Regions from separate parts of the Mus musculus genome. Here regions 2 and 3 are each linked to region 1. Evidence: chromatin contacts called from public Hi-C data. All regions are on one chromosome and are shown on one strand. Each heading gives the region's core, a stretch centred on a gene start, on an enhancer-like site or on the middle of the called end of the contact. The rest is flanking DNA. Distances are from core to core; before and after follow the strand shown.

The links. A called contact is a pair of places that touch in the nucleus more often than the background predicts.
Region 2: a Hi-C map of bone marrow-derived macrophages shows a contact between it and region 1, with 19 read pairs. The contact joins the promoter of Tbcd here to the enhancer-like site in region 1. A contact is called at or near these places in 18 of 39 promoter capture datasets (the 3T3-L1 cell line, 3T3-L1-derived adipocytes, the C10 cell line and 11 more), 1 of 15 datasets of contacts at CTCF or cohesin (large pre-B cells), 11 of 484 Hi-C or Micro-C datasets (B cells, the C10 cell line, bone marrow-derived macrophages and 5 more), 17 of 115 datasets of contacts at active chromatin or transcription factors (the NIH/3T3 cell line, Th17 cells, bone marrow-derived macrophages and 10 more) and 5 of 9 other capture datasets (adipose tissue, embryonic stem cells, liver and 2 more).
Region 3: a Hi-C map of bone marrow-derived macrophages shows a contact between it and region 1, with 24 read pairs. The contact joins the promoter of Zfp750 here to the enhancer-like site in region 1. A contact is called at or near these places in 21 of 39 promoter capture datasets (the 3T3-L1 cell line, 3T3-L1-derived adipocytes, the C10 cell line and 12 more), 1 of 15 datasets of contacts at CTCF or cohesin (the NIH/3T3 cell line), 3 of 484 Hi-C or Micro-C datasets (bone marrow-derived macrophages, macrophages and nephron progenitors), 6 of 115 datasets of contacts at active chromatin or transcription factors (embryonic brain, embryonic stem cells, epiblast stem cells and 1 more) and 3 of 9 other capture datasets (adipose tissue, embryonic stem cells and pancreatic islet).

What each region holds. Positions count from the first base shown.
Region 1 is chr11:121,805,607-121,810,516 of GRCm38.p6, forward strand. It overlaps Gm12589 (a long non-coding RNA gene), which reads left to right. Exons shown (of 3, transcript XR_389241.2): 2 at 1-38; 3 at 4,322-4,720. Among named protein-coding and RNA genes, the nearest start is that of Gm30338, 13 kb to the left of the region's middle. Within about 2 kb of position 2,820, at least 30 of the 459 cell types and tissues checked have an H3K27ac peak or open chromatin away from gene starts, as enhancers often do. A contact at or near this core is called in bone marrow-derived macrophages and neural stem cells, where this site is marked.
Region 2 is chr11:121,449,979-121,454,888 of GRCm38.p6, forward strand. It overlaps Tbcd (tubulin-specific chaperone d), which reads left to right and starts at 2,013. Exons shown (of 39, transcript NM_029878.4): 1 at 2,013-2,250; 2 at 3,653-3,703. The coding sequence starts at 2,067. Fn3k (fructosamine 3 kinase) reads left to right here. Exons shown (of 6, transcript NM_022014.4): 6 at 134-512. The coding sequence ends at 472.
Region 3 is chr11:121,517,009-121,521,918 of GRCm38.p6, forward strand. It overlaps Zfp750 (zinc finger protein 750), which reads right to left and starts at 2,334. Exons shown (of 3, transcript NM_178763.4): 1 at 2,222-2,334. The region is part of intron 13 of Tbcd (tubulin-specific chaperone d); the gene reads left to right.

The sequences.
Region 1 (4,910 bases), core at 1,570-4,069:
GCTTACCTGGACCAGGAGCACCATGAGCCTGCCCCCAGGTACACATGCATTCATTTACTCATATAGCCTCTATACATGCACACCCATGCATATACACCTGTATGTGCATGCTCAGACAGGACTGTCCCATACATTTGACTATACACGAGCCCATCCATGCTCATGTCCACATACAACTAGATAACACCAGAAGGCTGCTTTCTTCATTCTCTTCAAATGTCTCTAACCTGGCTTTAGGCACCAGCAGGTTTGCATAGGCCATGGCTAAGTAAATTCAGAGCATAGCCTAAGGGCAGGTCCCAGCTCTGTAGTTGGTAGTGTGAGGGCTGAACCAGCATGGTTGGAGCTGGAAGCGTGGGCTCAGTGGAGCCTAGGCTTGGTAATGGTTCCCCCATCCATTCTTTGTGCCAGAGACTTTGTTATGCATCTTCCTAACAAAGCTGTGGGATGGGCATTATTGTCCCTATTACTTAGGTGAGATTAAGAGATTTATTAGGATGAGGTCCTCGGCATTTTTTTATTTATTTTGTTTTGTGGATCCACCTACCACTCACTTCCCTAGCCACCTCTGCATTTTTCCTGATCTGTAGTTCTACCCACTGTGGTCCCTCCTACCCACTCCCTCATCCTCTGCTCTTCTTTATTCTGCTCTGTGGATCTCCCTGCCACTCCTAGATCCTTACTCCACTCTCCTTCAGCCTGCCTAAGCATTGTCTCTTCACCTTAGCCTCCACAGTATATACCTCTTTGCTTAGAGACAAGATAAACATATGTTTGATTTTTGTTTCTGGTTCTTGGCATATCACAATTCACAGTTCTTGAACTCTACAGTGACTAGTATCTTTTAGATACTAATTAAGTGGTCATTTGGGTCTTGGACTCTTGAAAGCTTAGGATAGGTCTGTCTGAAAAGACCAAGCCTTCCTTAGAAGGTTAGTCTCAACTCTACCTTTGAGAAGGGAAGAAAACTGAAAACTGAGTTGATCACTGAAGCCAGATGGTTTAACTGGTATAAATATTTCACCTCCACTTCAGAAAGCCCTCAAGATTCTCCTGAATGAGATTACTGGGTGTCTTAATGTCCTACCTCCCAATGCCAGCCCAAGTACCCTGTCAGATCCCAAGAAGCAGAAAGCCCTAGCTAGGAACACAAGATCAACTGTAGCATTTGAATCTTGGTTATAGGGACTATAATGCACCCTGAGCATGGCCGACCTCTGAGGGACCGGATGGGTGGAGGGAAGTTGGGGTCTTTCTTGTGATGCATCACCTTTGGACTCCAGGAAAGATGTTCATATGGTTTCCACTGAAAATTTTCTGCTGAGTCTGAGCCATTTGGAGGTCAGCATTTCTAGGTCAGTAGGATGACACTGCAGTCCTGGGGTGTAAGGTCACAGGACAGAGGGGCTTTGAGGAAGGGAGGGAGGGAGGCACCATCTCAGCACTGATCAGGTCTAGGACTCTTCTCTGCCTTGTTTGACATATTCTGGGCCAACTTTTTGTCCAGTCCATTTTTACTTACAGTCCTTGGAAAGCCTCTGAAGTACATACCAGCACTTGCTCTGCAAACACTAAGCTACAGGCTCCAAACCACCTCCATCATCCTCATGAAGACTCTTAGGAAGCAACAGACAAATAGGTGGCTCCTTTTTCTTCATAAGGGGCTTCCAAAGGACTGGGTCTTCCTTGGAGTGAACTTTTGGGCAGAATAGTTTACAATTGAATCTGAGATGGGGAGGATACTTTATCTAAGTTGTCAGCAAGCCTCTGGCTCCAGGAGCCCCTTCAGGTGTTGTTTTCCCCCTAATATCTCATGGGAATTCTTAATGGCACCCAAGCTTCCTGCCAGGCTGGGGTGTATCTGAAGAATGAGCAGAAGGGAGGAGGAAGCCGTGCTAGGAGATGGCTCAGTGGGTAAGGACGCATACTTAGTGCCGAACCTGACAACTTGAATTTGATCTCTGCACCACATGGTCAAAGGAGAGAACAGGTCCCCACACATTGTCCTCTGACTTCAACATGCACACTATGAAGTGTGCACATGCATGCACATGCATGCACACATAATAAATAAAAAAGTTGAGAGAAGGGCTAGGTGCCAGCCAGGACCTGCTGTGTACACCACTTTCCAGCACTAAGGGATGGAACCTCACTGAGGGAAGCTCTGCAGGCATATCAGGGTTTGGGGCACTTCACTGAGCAGACACTGTTGCTCCTCATAAAGTGGCTTGCAGCTACATTGTACAGATGAGAGGAAGTTTGTCGAAATATTCGAAAATACACATAACCACAGGACACAGAGAGATCATACCTGACACATGCATGGCAAGAGATACATGCAGAGAAATCTGGCACATGTGTTTATACACAGAACATATCACATCATGGGCATATGCTCACACATTGAAGACATACCACATCACACACATTCTCACATACGGAGGCCTAGTGGACACTGCCCCCGGATGTGGCTTCCAGCAGCAACTGGAATTCCCTGGGCCGACTCCTACCCTCCACTTCTGCCTTTATGAAGCAGGTGCTAGCAGTTGACCAGGCTGTTTAGTGCCTTTTCTACTTGAAGCACTGATTTTCATATGCATGAAGGAAGAGAAAACATACCATTGAAGTAGTGATGGAGGATGACTGAAGTTCCAGCATCCTCTGACACTCTCCCATGGCCACAGCCTTTCTCTGACCCTGGCCCGAGTCCAAACTTTGCAGCTATGAGGAAGATTAAAGGACAATCTTAGCAGCATCCAGCTGTGCAGGAAGAGAAAGAAAAATCATTTGATGAGAACCTGAGCACTGTTTCTCACGCTTCTACAGTGCCACCTGCTGGCTGTTGGTGTTTATTGGTGCTTTTGCCTGCGTACATGTCTGTCAGCCTGAGGGTGTCAGAACCCCTGAAACTGGAGTTTGTCCATCTGTCATCTTCCCAGGCTCAGGTTTCACATCTTACTGTGTCTCATCTGCCTTCATCTCCGAAGAGCTCCTAAACCAGTTGGCACAAGCTTACTGCACTCAGGTCCCACATGGTCTGGAGTGGGAGAACAGGACATGGTCTCCAGAAGAGGCAAAGTTGTGGCCCTAGGCAGTAGATTCATGTAGGAGTGCTAATCTTTAGTGACCTGTGTAGGCTGCTCCACCCTGCTCACTACCCCAGCCTCTCCCTTTGCCTTTCTCTGGTAATGTAGAGTCCATGGAAGGTAAAGTGTCTTCCTTGGGTTTCACCAGAGGCTGTGATCAGGCTTAGCTGTGAGGCAGAGACAGCAGGTTGGACCCCTGTGGGACCAGAGGTACTGCACATACTCTAGGAGGCTGCTGAAATGCTGTGACTTAACTGTAAGCTGTGACTCTTGCTGGAGACACGCACTGCTTCTTTCCCTAGCCACAATTTCCATCTCACTGCTTCACCCTGACCTCATTGCTTGGCCCCAAGCCCTTCCATATGTGGCATCTGGCCTTTCTTGGGTGCCAGGAACATTGTACAGTTCCCCATGACAGTTGGCTTTTGCTGGAGAGTTGTCTGTGGGACTGTCTCCCTAGAGAATGACAGACCAGTACCAGGTCTCCAGATGCATAGACTCAGCTTGATACTATGTTGAGCTGTTTCCATTCATTTCTTTAACCAGTGGAGTCTTTCCAATCACAGGAGAGCTGTCCTCATCGCCTGAAGTGCTTCTTGGAGTAGAAAACCCAGCACTTGCCTATGTGCTAATATTCCCCTGTATACATGACTGGAGAGATGGCTTAGTGATTAAGAGCACTGGCTCCTCTTCCGAAGGACCTGGGTTCAATCCCCAGCACCCTCATGACAGCTCACACATGACTGTAACTCCAGTTTTAGGGGTTCTGACACTCTCACACATGCATGCAGGCAAAGCATCAATGAACAAAAAAAATTTAATTATATTTTAAAAGTCTCACTGGCCAATTGGCTCTGGTTAGACATGGTTACCTGCCAGTATTCTACTCTCAGTTGGCTGGTCCCTGAGAGCATCATCTTACTCTCGCCTGGGAGTCTGTGGCCGGCCCTATTCATTCATTCATTCATTCATTCATTCGTTTGCTGGAATAGACAGTATGATTTTAGAGAACAGATTGATCTATAGATGATAAAACCAAACAAGGACCCTGGAATAAGCAAGACACCATTCCTTATTTGACAGTTTCATTGATTTTTGAACCCAAGTGTTAAAGCTAGATCTCTTTTCTCCCAAGCATGTCATTCCCATACTCTGCTTCACCTGACCCATTCTTTTTCTCTGGGACGTTCTTATATGCAGGGCTTGATTTTTATGTCCTCTTGGTCCCTTCACAGGGTCCTTGCTGACTGAAGGAAGCCTGTCCCGTGCCCTAGCCAAGACTTCATGCCAGAGACACACATGAAGGGGAGTGTGAGAGCCTGCAGCTAGCTGCCTCCTCCATACGGGTGATCAGTGCAACTCTGCTTGATGAAACTTGTGGTTGATTAGGATGCACGAAGAAGGGCGTTGCTGCACAATTCCAAAGCCCAAGGCTGGTAAAGTGTGAAACAGCGAGGTGTTGCTGACTTTGCAGAGTTCGAGGAGGGAGGGAGAGCCACTTCTGAAAGCCCTGATGCTGGGGGCCATGCCCTGGCTGTTCTTCTTTCTGGCTTCTCTTTTGAAGATAAGCCAACTTCGAAGAAGAGATATTTAAGGTGTGGTGTTCAATAAACCATCCCTATATGACTGAGATTGGTGTCTGAGTGGTTTGTGAAGTAGTTCCCAGACCCTAACACTAGGCCTGCGTTAGCAGACAAAGGCTGTAAGCATTGGAGACAACAATTAAAACAGGTGAATAAAAGTTACTTTTAGACTCTAGCACTGTGCCAGCTACCTCACCCAACACTTCATCCAGTCGAGGGGCAAGACTGCTCTCTCACTCTC
Region 2 (4,910 bases), core at 763-3,262, 360 kb before region 1:
GTGGGCTTCTTCCCTGGGCCTGGTAGATTATTCGGTTGGCCTCTGGATGCCTCCATGGCTCTCTGCTTTATTTCCAAGCACTGGATAATGGGCCCCTGGGTCTTCGAGTCCCATGTAATAATTTCTCTTCTAGGTGAAGATCCCGGATCTGTTTGCGGGTATAGAGATTGTCCCTGCCCTGCTCCATGGAGACCTCTGGTCTGGAAATGTGGCTGAGGATGACCAGGGACCCGTAATTTATGATCCAGCCTCCTTCTATGGCCATTCTGAGTTTGAACTGGCCATTGCATCGATGTTTGGGGGGTTCCCCAGATCCTTCTTCACTGCCTACCATCGGAAGATCCCAAAGGCTCCAGGGTTCGACAAGCGCCTGCTGCTGTACCAGCTCTTTAACTACCTAAACCACTGGAACCACTTTGGACGGGAGTACAGAAGCCCGTCCCTGGGGGTGATGAGGAAGCTGCTCAGGTAGCAGAGGGCTGGACCTAATAAAATGTCAAACTAGATCCCTAACTGGGCTACTTTTGAGTCGGCCTACAACGCATTCATCCAGAGGCTGAGGTTATGGCAGCGCAGCAGTTTCCAGGGAGCTCCGTATGTAGCTCAGGCTGACACCACAGCAGCACTGTTGCGGGCAAGCTCCCACCTCAGCGGCTGAAGCCCCAGGTACCGCAGGCGAATAGGGAAGGAAGCCACCATGCTAGCCCGTTTGGCTCCGGTCCTTCAGTTACAATCACTGCCAGACACTCTCTAGCACCTCACTGTTTTCTATTTTTTTAGATTTTATTTTGCGTACTCATGTGCTGAAATATGTGTGTATAGGTCAGAGTACAACTTGTGGTTCTCTTCTTCTTCCACTATGTGAGGACCAAACTTGTTACCCCACAACATATCTGAGAAGACTGCTAGGATCTATATTTAAGCCAATAGAAAGTCTTTATTAGCAGGCCAGTGACTACCCTGGGTATTCTGGATCCCAGCAAAACAGTGATCCTTCTCATGAACTTTTAACCACACACACACACACACACACACACACACACACACACACAAATATGTTCTAGGTTGACATACTTCAGTTATCAACAATAGTGAGCGAGAAGTAGAACTAGAGAAGCCAAAAAGCAAAGTTAGCACATTCAGAAACTTTTCAGGACCTACGGACTTTGAAGGATCAAGTCTTTGTTTTTTAGTTTGCCCCGTGGGTGCTGTCGAATGAGTTTTACAGCCTGAATGGCACTTTAATCATGGAGTAGGATGTGCTAAGGTTTGGGGGCCTACTGTTACACATTCAACTCCCGAGGCTTAGTGAAGGAGACTTTGCACACTAAACTATCTAACCACTCCAGTCTTCTACTTCCCAGTGAGGTCTGTTCTGGTGAATGCAGGGCCAGCAGCGTATAGCTCACGTCTTTTCTCAGGACTGCTTTGGGTGGTCATGATGGTGCTGTTTGAGGTCACGGCAAAAGCCTTCATCCTGGAGCAATACCCCATTGTCTCCTACACCCTTAAAGCACCCCCCCGCGCCCCACTCCTGCAGGTGCTCAGACATCATTGCCCCATTCTTGCCCCCACACTCAAAACCCATTCCTCCCCTGCGTTCATACACCACCCGTCCTATTCTGGCTCTTTCTACTAGTTCAGCTTTCCTGCGCTGTCCACACTAGCTCAAAACCTTCCATGTTCCTGCCCCCAATTTCAAACCCAGTTATTTCCTTAACCTTACACACACTCAAGCTCCAGAAGGCTTCCAACACTAGAGTTCATTCCCTGTAAAGATCGTACCGGCCCACTGCTCCGGCCACACCCTCCTTAGCCCCACCTCTTTTGGGCTCCACCCACTCCCTGTTGAGGCTGTAGACATTGGAGGCTTAGTTTTTCTGGTGCTTCCCTTCACTCACGCAAGCATCATTTTGCGCGCTGAGCCGACTTCGCGTGAGCTGTTTTGTTGGCTTGCGCGCCCCGTAGTTGGGGGTCGAAGGTCTCAGGGCGGGGCTGGCAGTTCTCGTGCTGTATCTCTTTTCTTCCCGGTTGCCGGTAGGGTTCTTACGGAAGCTGCTGGCAGGATGGTACTGAGCAATGAGCCGGCTGCGAGCGCCGCCGAGGAGGAGGTGGAGGATGATGCGCTTGTTCGCGCCTCCGCCCTGGAAGCGTTCGGCGAGAGTGCGGAGACCCGCGCGCTGCTCCGCAGCTTGCCGGCGGTGCACAGAGAGCGCGCGTCCCGGGAGGTGGCGGAGGAGCGGTTCCGCGGTGCGGGCGGGGCCCCGAGTCTCTATCTTGAGGTCCTTGCATCTGGGAGGAAGGGACCTGGGGAGCCATACCTCCTGCCTTCCCTGCCATGTCCAGGAACTGAGCAAAGCATGCTTGAGACCTCTCTGTGGATAGGGAGGGAACCAGCAGAATTGTTGGATGAACCTGCCTCCTACGAGAGCGCTCATGGCAAGCAAAGAGGAGCGGTCTGGCACGGCGCTCCTATGGGGCTGCGCTATGAGGCCAGGATTCTGCAAACTCAGAGCTCCACGTTTATCTGGGATCTCCGTTCCAGGCAGAGCAGGAGAGTGGACAGTGCCATTAGATTCCTTTGGTGGTTCTAAATCCCCCAAGTTTAGGTAGGCCTTTACAGTCGTTTGTAATGGATACTGTCCGTCATAGTTTTTGTCAACCTTACACAAACCTAGACATACCTCGGAAGAAATCTCAAGTGAGTAATTGCCACCACCAGATTGGCTTGTGGGCATGTCTTTGCGATATTTCTTTAATTACTAATTGATAAAGGACGGCCCAGCCCACCGTGAGATGTACCATCCCTGGCCTGTGGCTCTGAGCTGTATAAGAAAGACAGCTGAACTTGAGCCTAGGAGCAAGCACGCAAGACTCCTCCGTAGTTTCTGCTTCTATTTGCTTTGATTCATCCCTACACTTTTCTCAGTGATGGGCTGTGAAAGCCAAATAAACCCTTTCTTCCTCAAGTTGATTTTTGGCCAGTTTCATCACAGCAACAGAAAACAAAGACAATGTCCAAATGAGCCCTTTGATAATTAGAGTTTTGTACTTGAACAAAATCATCTTTGTGTATTCCTTAGCTAAAAACATTCTCTCCATAATGTCTTTTTTTTTTTTTTTTTTTTTTTGGATGGGGCTCTAGTTTTTGGGTAAGACAGAGTGGTGGGCTTTGTCTGAAGTGGCAGGTGAGAACTGCAGAGGCAGAGAAACCATTGGATTGGGTAGAAACATTAATTTGCTGGTAGGGGTTGGAAAGCAGGTGACCAGGGTTGGGGAGGTTGTACAGTTATTGGTTTGAACATTGTTGGAAATGAAAGGCATCGTGCTAGGCAGGGGAGGGCTCAAGAAGTGAAGAGGGTCTGACTAGCAGGGGAAGGTGGAGTTGTAGAGAGTTGGAGCACCAGCATATGTGTGAGAAGAGATCGGAGGGCAAGATGTGCAGAGCAAAAGAAGAGCAGGAGGTGTGGTCACACTGGTCCTCAAGAGCCTGACAGATGTTGGGCAGCTGTGAGCATCTGTCAGCAAGAAGCCAGGTGTGTCCCTGGGCGTTACAAGGACTAGGAAGACCCTAGCTGTTCCATTAGAGTTACTGAGAGACGTGAATTTCCAAGGCTCACCTGATTTGATTTTCATGTTATTTTCCTTTTAGTAATTATGGACAAATACCAGGAGCAGCCCCACCTCCTGGATCCACACCTTGGTAAGCATAGATTTTGGTGGTTCAATATCAGATGATCGGGAAGGCTTATGTGTATAGCTGGCACCTGTGTGCTATCAGCAGAAGGTGTCAGATGAAATGTCCCTAGAGCTCTGTCTTTTTTTTTTTTTTTTTTTGTCTGCTGGATGGTTTTATAGACCTGTGATAATGAATAGCTTCGAGTTCAGATACCGATCTTGATTGTGTGCAGGTGTGTCTAAGCTACTTTCTGCTTGTTCCTATTGAAAGAACACATCTTTTCTTATATGTGTTTTAGTCAGTTATGTGTGAATAGCTGTTATCTTCCTGGTAATTGTTTTGCAGGGTCATATGCTTTATAAAGGTCCCATTTTACCTGCACAGCAGTTGATGAGGTCATCTGTCATCTCCATTATGTAGAGAGACACTAAGGTTGTTATCAGGACATTAGTACAAGAGTGTTGTGCAGGACTATCCTCCAAGCTGAACAGCTACCATCTGTGGAGCTCAGCTGTGTGCCCTGATTATCCCAGTTGGACTTGTTGACTATTTACATTCCATCACATGGAGGCAAGAAGGATCACAGACCCTCACCTGAGTACCCACGGCTCTCTACTACCTGTTGTATGCAACTGTGCCCTAATTGCAGGTGGCCTTGGGAACAGCCTAGATTCTTGGTTTCAATCTGTAGGTTGTAACCCCCATAGGGGTCACATGAGATATCCTGCATATCAGATATTTATGTTATGATTTATAATAGTAGTAAAATCAGAGTTATGAAGTGGCCACGAAATAATTTTATGGGGGAGGCATAACCACAACTTGAGGAATTGCATTAAGGGTCACAGCATTAGGAAGATTGAGCCTCCCTACCCCCCACTCCTCCGTGTGTGTGTGTGTGTGTGTGTGTGTGTGTATGTATATGTGTATATATATCAGACAAGATTAGGGGGGGGGAGAATCCCATCTATGTTAGTGTCATTTTTATAAGTGTGTTGACATTTTTCTCTTAACCCAGCTGGCTCTCAAACTGAGACAGAACTATTTTATTTATTTACCAGCTTTAAGGCACAGCAACTGAGCAGTATTAATCTATTTTTAATCTTCTTAGCTAATCCTAGGGTGCTTACATTTACCTCTAGGAAGAAATTTTAGCAGCAGAGAGTGACTTTTGTTTGCTTTTCATTGCTGTTGTTATATTTGAACCTATTTCATATTAATTACATTTTTG
Region 3 (4,910 bases), core at 1,084-3,583, 290 kb before region 1:
TCCTAAGCAAGTGAGGTTTATGACTATCAAGAAATAAACCCACAGCCATGACTGCAGCCAGGCACATATGTCTGTGGGCATGGAGGCTTACAATAAGTCCTGTTTGGTCAGTTTATACCTGCTGGACTTTGAACTGTCTGGCAGCCGCTGGTGTTAAATATTCCCAAAAGCACACATTGTTGCCAAAACAGGAAAGCCAAGAACTTTGACTGTTTACAGTACTTTTGGGTTTATATTCAAAGGTGAAGCTTTTCCTAAAGGCATAAGAAGGGTATGTGGCTTCCCCCCCCCCCCCTTTTTTTTTTTTTAAGGTTGGGCCTGTTACTACTTTGGGAATACATCTCTGGAAGGCTATATGTGTAGCTATGGCTGTCTGAGAACTGTAGTGTTAGCATGTTTGATACTGAAACAGTCCCAGAGGAATTTTACTTGGCACCATACCCTCCTCCCTTCTACTTCCCATTTGATGGTCAGGGGGGTTCATGAGGGTGTCTTCCCACAGGCACTCAGCCCTCATCAAGGGCTTTTGGCAGAGAGTTGTTCTCTGTCTTCCCTGGGGAAGCCCTGTTCTCAAACATGCCTCCCCAGACCTCACCTTGGCCCCAGACTTCCTTCTCTGAATCATCTTGCAATGCAGCATACAGTATGTACAATAATACAGTGACCTAGAAACATGTACAGTATCCAGCTTAAGATCTGTAAGATGTGTCCCAATTTTTTTGCTGACACACATCAGGCTGTATGACTTGAGACTTCGATATCTCTTATATTAAATGACTTGACTGCGTTCAGAAAGGGCCCAGGGCTGAGAGCACCTTCCACCTGCCCACAGTGTGCCATCCGGGATACCTGCCCACACACAGAGTGAGCACTGTGTAGTTTCGATTGGCCACAGGGTCCTGTTTGTCTTTAAAGCATTAAACTTCAGCAGTCCCTGAGTGTGGACATGTAGTGTAGTTGCTGCTGTCAAGACAACAGTGAGTGGCTGGCATGTTTTTAGAAGTTTCTAAGGGGCTTGCACTTAGAAATCAGACAAGAGAAAGAATAATTTAAGAGAACCCTGATAGGATACAATAGAGGTAATTACAGCTTTGCTTTATAGGCCAGCGATGTGACGGGCCAGGCAGCTATGTTTGTCCTGTGAATTGACCTGCAAATCAAGACAGTGCAGTACTATTCCTCCTGGTGGTGTCCAGCTGTCTGGCGCAGAGCCTCGCAGGTGGAACGTCGTGAAGGGCATGCTATAATTACAGCACTGTGATGTGGCGTTATTGCACCACTCAAGGGCACGCCACTGTCGTCTACCCACTGGGGTGTCGCAAGAACGAGATTTGTGAGTTTTACTTCATGTGGGCTTTTGCAGTAGCTGGCCGCCGCTCCCTCCCAAACTTTCTGTTCTTTAAGATGAAGGTGAACTTAGGGAGGCCATAGTCTTAGAAGAAAGCTGTTTTCTAGAGTGTGTTTGGAAGGAAGGATCTAGAAAACAAATGGGTTGTGTTGTGCAGGCTCACGGCTTCCCGACCAGCATGGCACCGGAGCTCGCCTTGCCTGTGTTTCTGTAACACAGCAGTTTAAAACATCAGAGAGCCTTTTCTAATGCAAACACTCAGATAGGAAATGCAGGCGTTTCTGCTTAAACCAAGTCTGACTTGGTCAGATTTGGCCGATTATTCGGTCGATAATTATTTTCATACAGATTTATCCCCCCCCCCCCATGTATAATCTTAACAACCAAACCAAAAACCTAAACTTAGTTGGTTTCTTGTTTTTGAAAGGTTTTGTCAAAGCAGCAGTTATTTTAAATTTGAAAAGCTTTAGATGTTAAACTAGAAATGAAACCAAACAGTTGTATCTCTCTCTATATATGTGAGTTTTGCCTCTTTTATGTCAAAATTTATTGTAATTTCTTTGAAAAGTAGGGAACAATTAAGCAATACTATAAATCCATCTTTTGTTTTTAAAATAAATTTTATAGCAGAAAGGATGGCTTGATTTCTAAATAAGCTTGCTCATAGTCTTGGAATAACGTATCAGCCCCATTAGGAGTTCTGTAATTGTGGTCTGCATCCCCGAGATGCACCTGCCGGGTTCTGAGTAATCCTTAGGGAATAGTGAGAGCAGGAAAGAGCAGACAACAGCAAACAATTTACCCAGACAGATTCCTCAAGACACATTAAAGAGTAGTTTTGAAAGAAAACTTGAAGAAATAGTAAGCACTTACCAAAGGTGGGCAGTGCTGGGATGCGGAGTCCTTCTTCTGTGCAAGGTGCTGAGGTCTGAGGAGCAGGATCTGTTCTCACGCTGGCTCGCTGGCTCGGTGAAACTGGAGCCGGCTGTTCCAGTGGGAGGGATTTAAGTGTAGGAGTTGAGCCCTCGGGGCGTAGAGATGCACCTGATATTCCTCCGCCTGCAGCTACAATTCAAGTGTTTGCACCCACTGAGCTCCACGTAGCCTCACTGAGCAGGGATCCAGAGAGTCCTGTGCCACTCCAGGTGCCCCACAGGACTCTAGGTTCACGGTGTGTGGGGTCCTGGGAGGGCTGCCCAGTTGCAGAGGAATCAGGATATCTGGATGCAGAGTCTAGTGCTGATGTACTTGTATCACAAGCACTTGATGCTCATTAAAGACTCAGGTGTAGAGCTTCGCTTGCTCGCTTCAGTACTCCAGCATAGGAACATAGAAGCAGAGAAATATAACTTTGTCCTGAAACACATGTCACCGATGGAAACATGACAAGTGTTTTTGCTGTGATGCCCAGAGAAGCCTCTGGCCACCTCTGCGATTTCTACCCTTCTCTAGGAGTTTTGTTGAGGTCACCGGGAGAACTAGGGTGGCAGAGAGGATGCTAACCTTGCTGCCTTGTCACAGGGACCTGCCGGAACATGCCCAGGGCCTGTACTGGTTGTGGAGCTGACATGTGCTGTCTGTCATTTGGGCGTCGGCAGTGTGTTCACCTTCACACCCCCTCTTTAAGTAATAACTTAGATTTTAAATTTTGGAGCCATTTTACCATCCCCTACCCCCACCCCCCACCCCACCCCCAGTGTTTACTTGTTTGCTTTGAGGCTTGTGCGGGCTGCAGTGGAGGCTGGAATGTGATGTCAGTTTGGGGACAGGGAAAGGACACTGTGATAGCTGGCTAGGCTCTTGGTCATACCTGAAGCTGCTGGCAAGGGCCAGCACGCATTTAAGACTTTAGATTTTACTTGGCTTCACCTTTATGTTTAATTCTTTAAAACCTAGTTTAGTTACTTTGTCTCATTCCTAGGAAGAGTCTAAGCCAAATGCTCAGTCTTATAAGAACAGCGAGCAGTTCCCTAGGGTTTCTCACATCTCTAGCTGAGTAGCAAGTTACCTTAAGCTCTGCTCTGAGACAGTCACCAGTTTGTTACAGTTTGTTACATCTGTCTGGGCGGAGGTGGTCTGTACTGGTTCCGGTTCCCCCAGGCAGTGCTTCTACTCTGTGGGTGTTTACTGAGGCTTCCCGGTATGGTGAAGTCCTCTAGCTACTCTGCCACTTTCCGGGACTCCACAGTAGAGGGTAGCCTTTGGACATCTCAGGACTTGAAGAGAGCAAAATGGAGAGGCAAGGCTGAGAATTATCTCAGTGCCGTTTCTGCTGCACCTCTTTCTGGAGCAGTTGGGGCAGGCCAGCTTCTTAGGAAGGCTGGCAGGGACTTGCTGAAAGTCTTACCCTTTCCCCTCTGCTCTCACTCACCTTTTGCTGAGAGTTTTACTCCTTGATTCTAATTTGCAATCTGGACTTCAGGTGTTTTTAATGGACCCCCTTAACTCTTTGCCTCCCACATCCTCTTGAGGGCCATCCCTCCTCCCTTTGTGCTGCCCTCTCACTTGGGCCAGTCCTATCTTTGCTGTGTCATAGCTTCTACATTTCCTTCCCTCTTCTTTTTTGTATTTCATAGTCAGTGAGGGCAGTGCTATACTAATCCCTAAACCCTCCAACAGACGTATTGGCCTAATGCCACTTTACAGTGCTTTCTTCCAAGGAGAGTCTTCATGCAGCAGGAGTTCTGATCTGAAGGGTGACATTTAGTGAGCATCCCCTGTTTTGAGGCCCAGCCTTGCCACCATGTCCCTACATGGCCTGGCATCTGTGGCTTGATGATATCCACACGCTCTAGATGTTGATCAAGGGCAATCTCTAGCTTTATGAGAGAGAGAGAGAGAGAGAGAGAGAGAGAGAGAGAGAGAGAGAGAGAGAGAGAGAAAGAGAGAGAAAGAGAGAATATGAATGTTTTTCCTCCTCTTCTTTTTCCTTATATTCTCAGTTTCCTTTACTATATCTTCTAGTATTTCTATGAAGCATATTCCACAGTCAGGATCTCTGGTTTCTGGGGGGGTTTGAGTAGCCCTGCTTTGATACCTTGTTCTAACTGCTCTGAATAGTTCAGTGAGTTTCTTGCAGGATAGGAGGGCTTGGGGACTTTATGTAGGGATTCAACTCTGTCTGCTGCAGAGTGGGGTTTCTTTATTGCTGCTGGTTGACAGAATGATCAAGAGTTGATGATAGCCAAGACCTTGGGCTTTTAATAGGTTCTGTTGTGTAGGTCAGGGACTGGCAGTGCTTCCTCTTTGGTTCCCCACTGAAGGTTCATGTGCTTGTAACCTCCTAGTGGTTCTTTCTGTTGCTATGTTCCCTGCCCTCTTTGACTTCTTTGCTTATGCCTTAGAAAGTGAAGGATGGGGCTGGAGAGAGAGCTTAGCATTAAAAACACTGGGTGCTCTATCAGAGGACCTAGATTCAATTTCTAGCACCCACACAGTGGCTTGAAACTATAGCTACTGTCCCAGGGGATCTGATGCCCTCTTCTGGCCTCTGAAGGCACCAGGCATGCCCATGCAGGCAAAACACCTACAGATACCAAAAAGAAAAAAAGAAAAAAAAGGA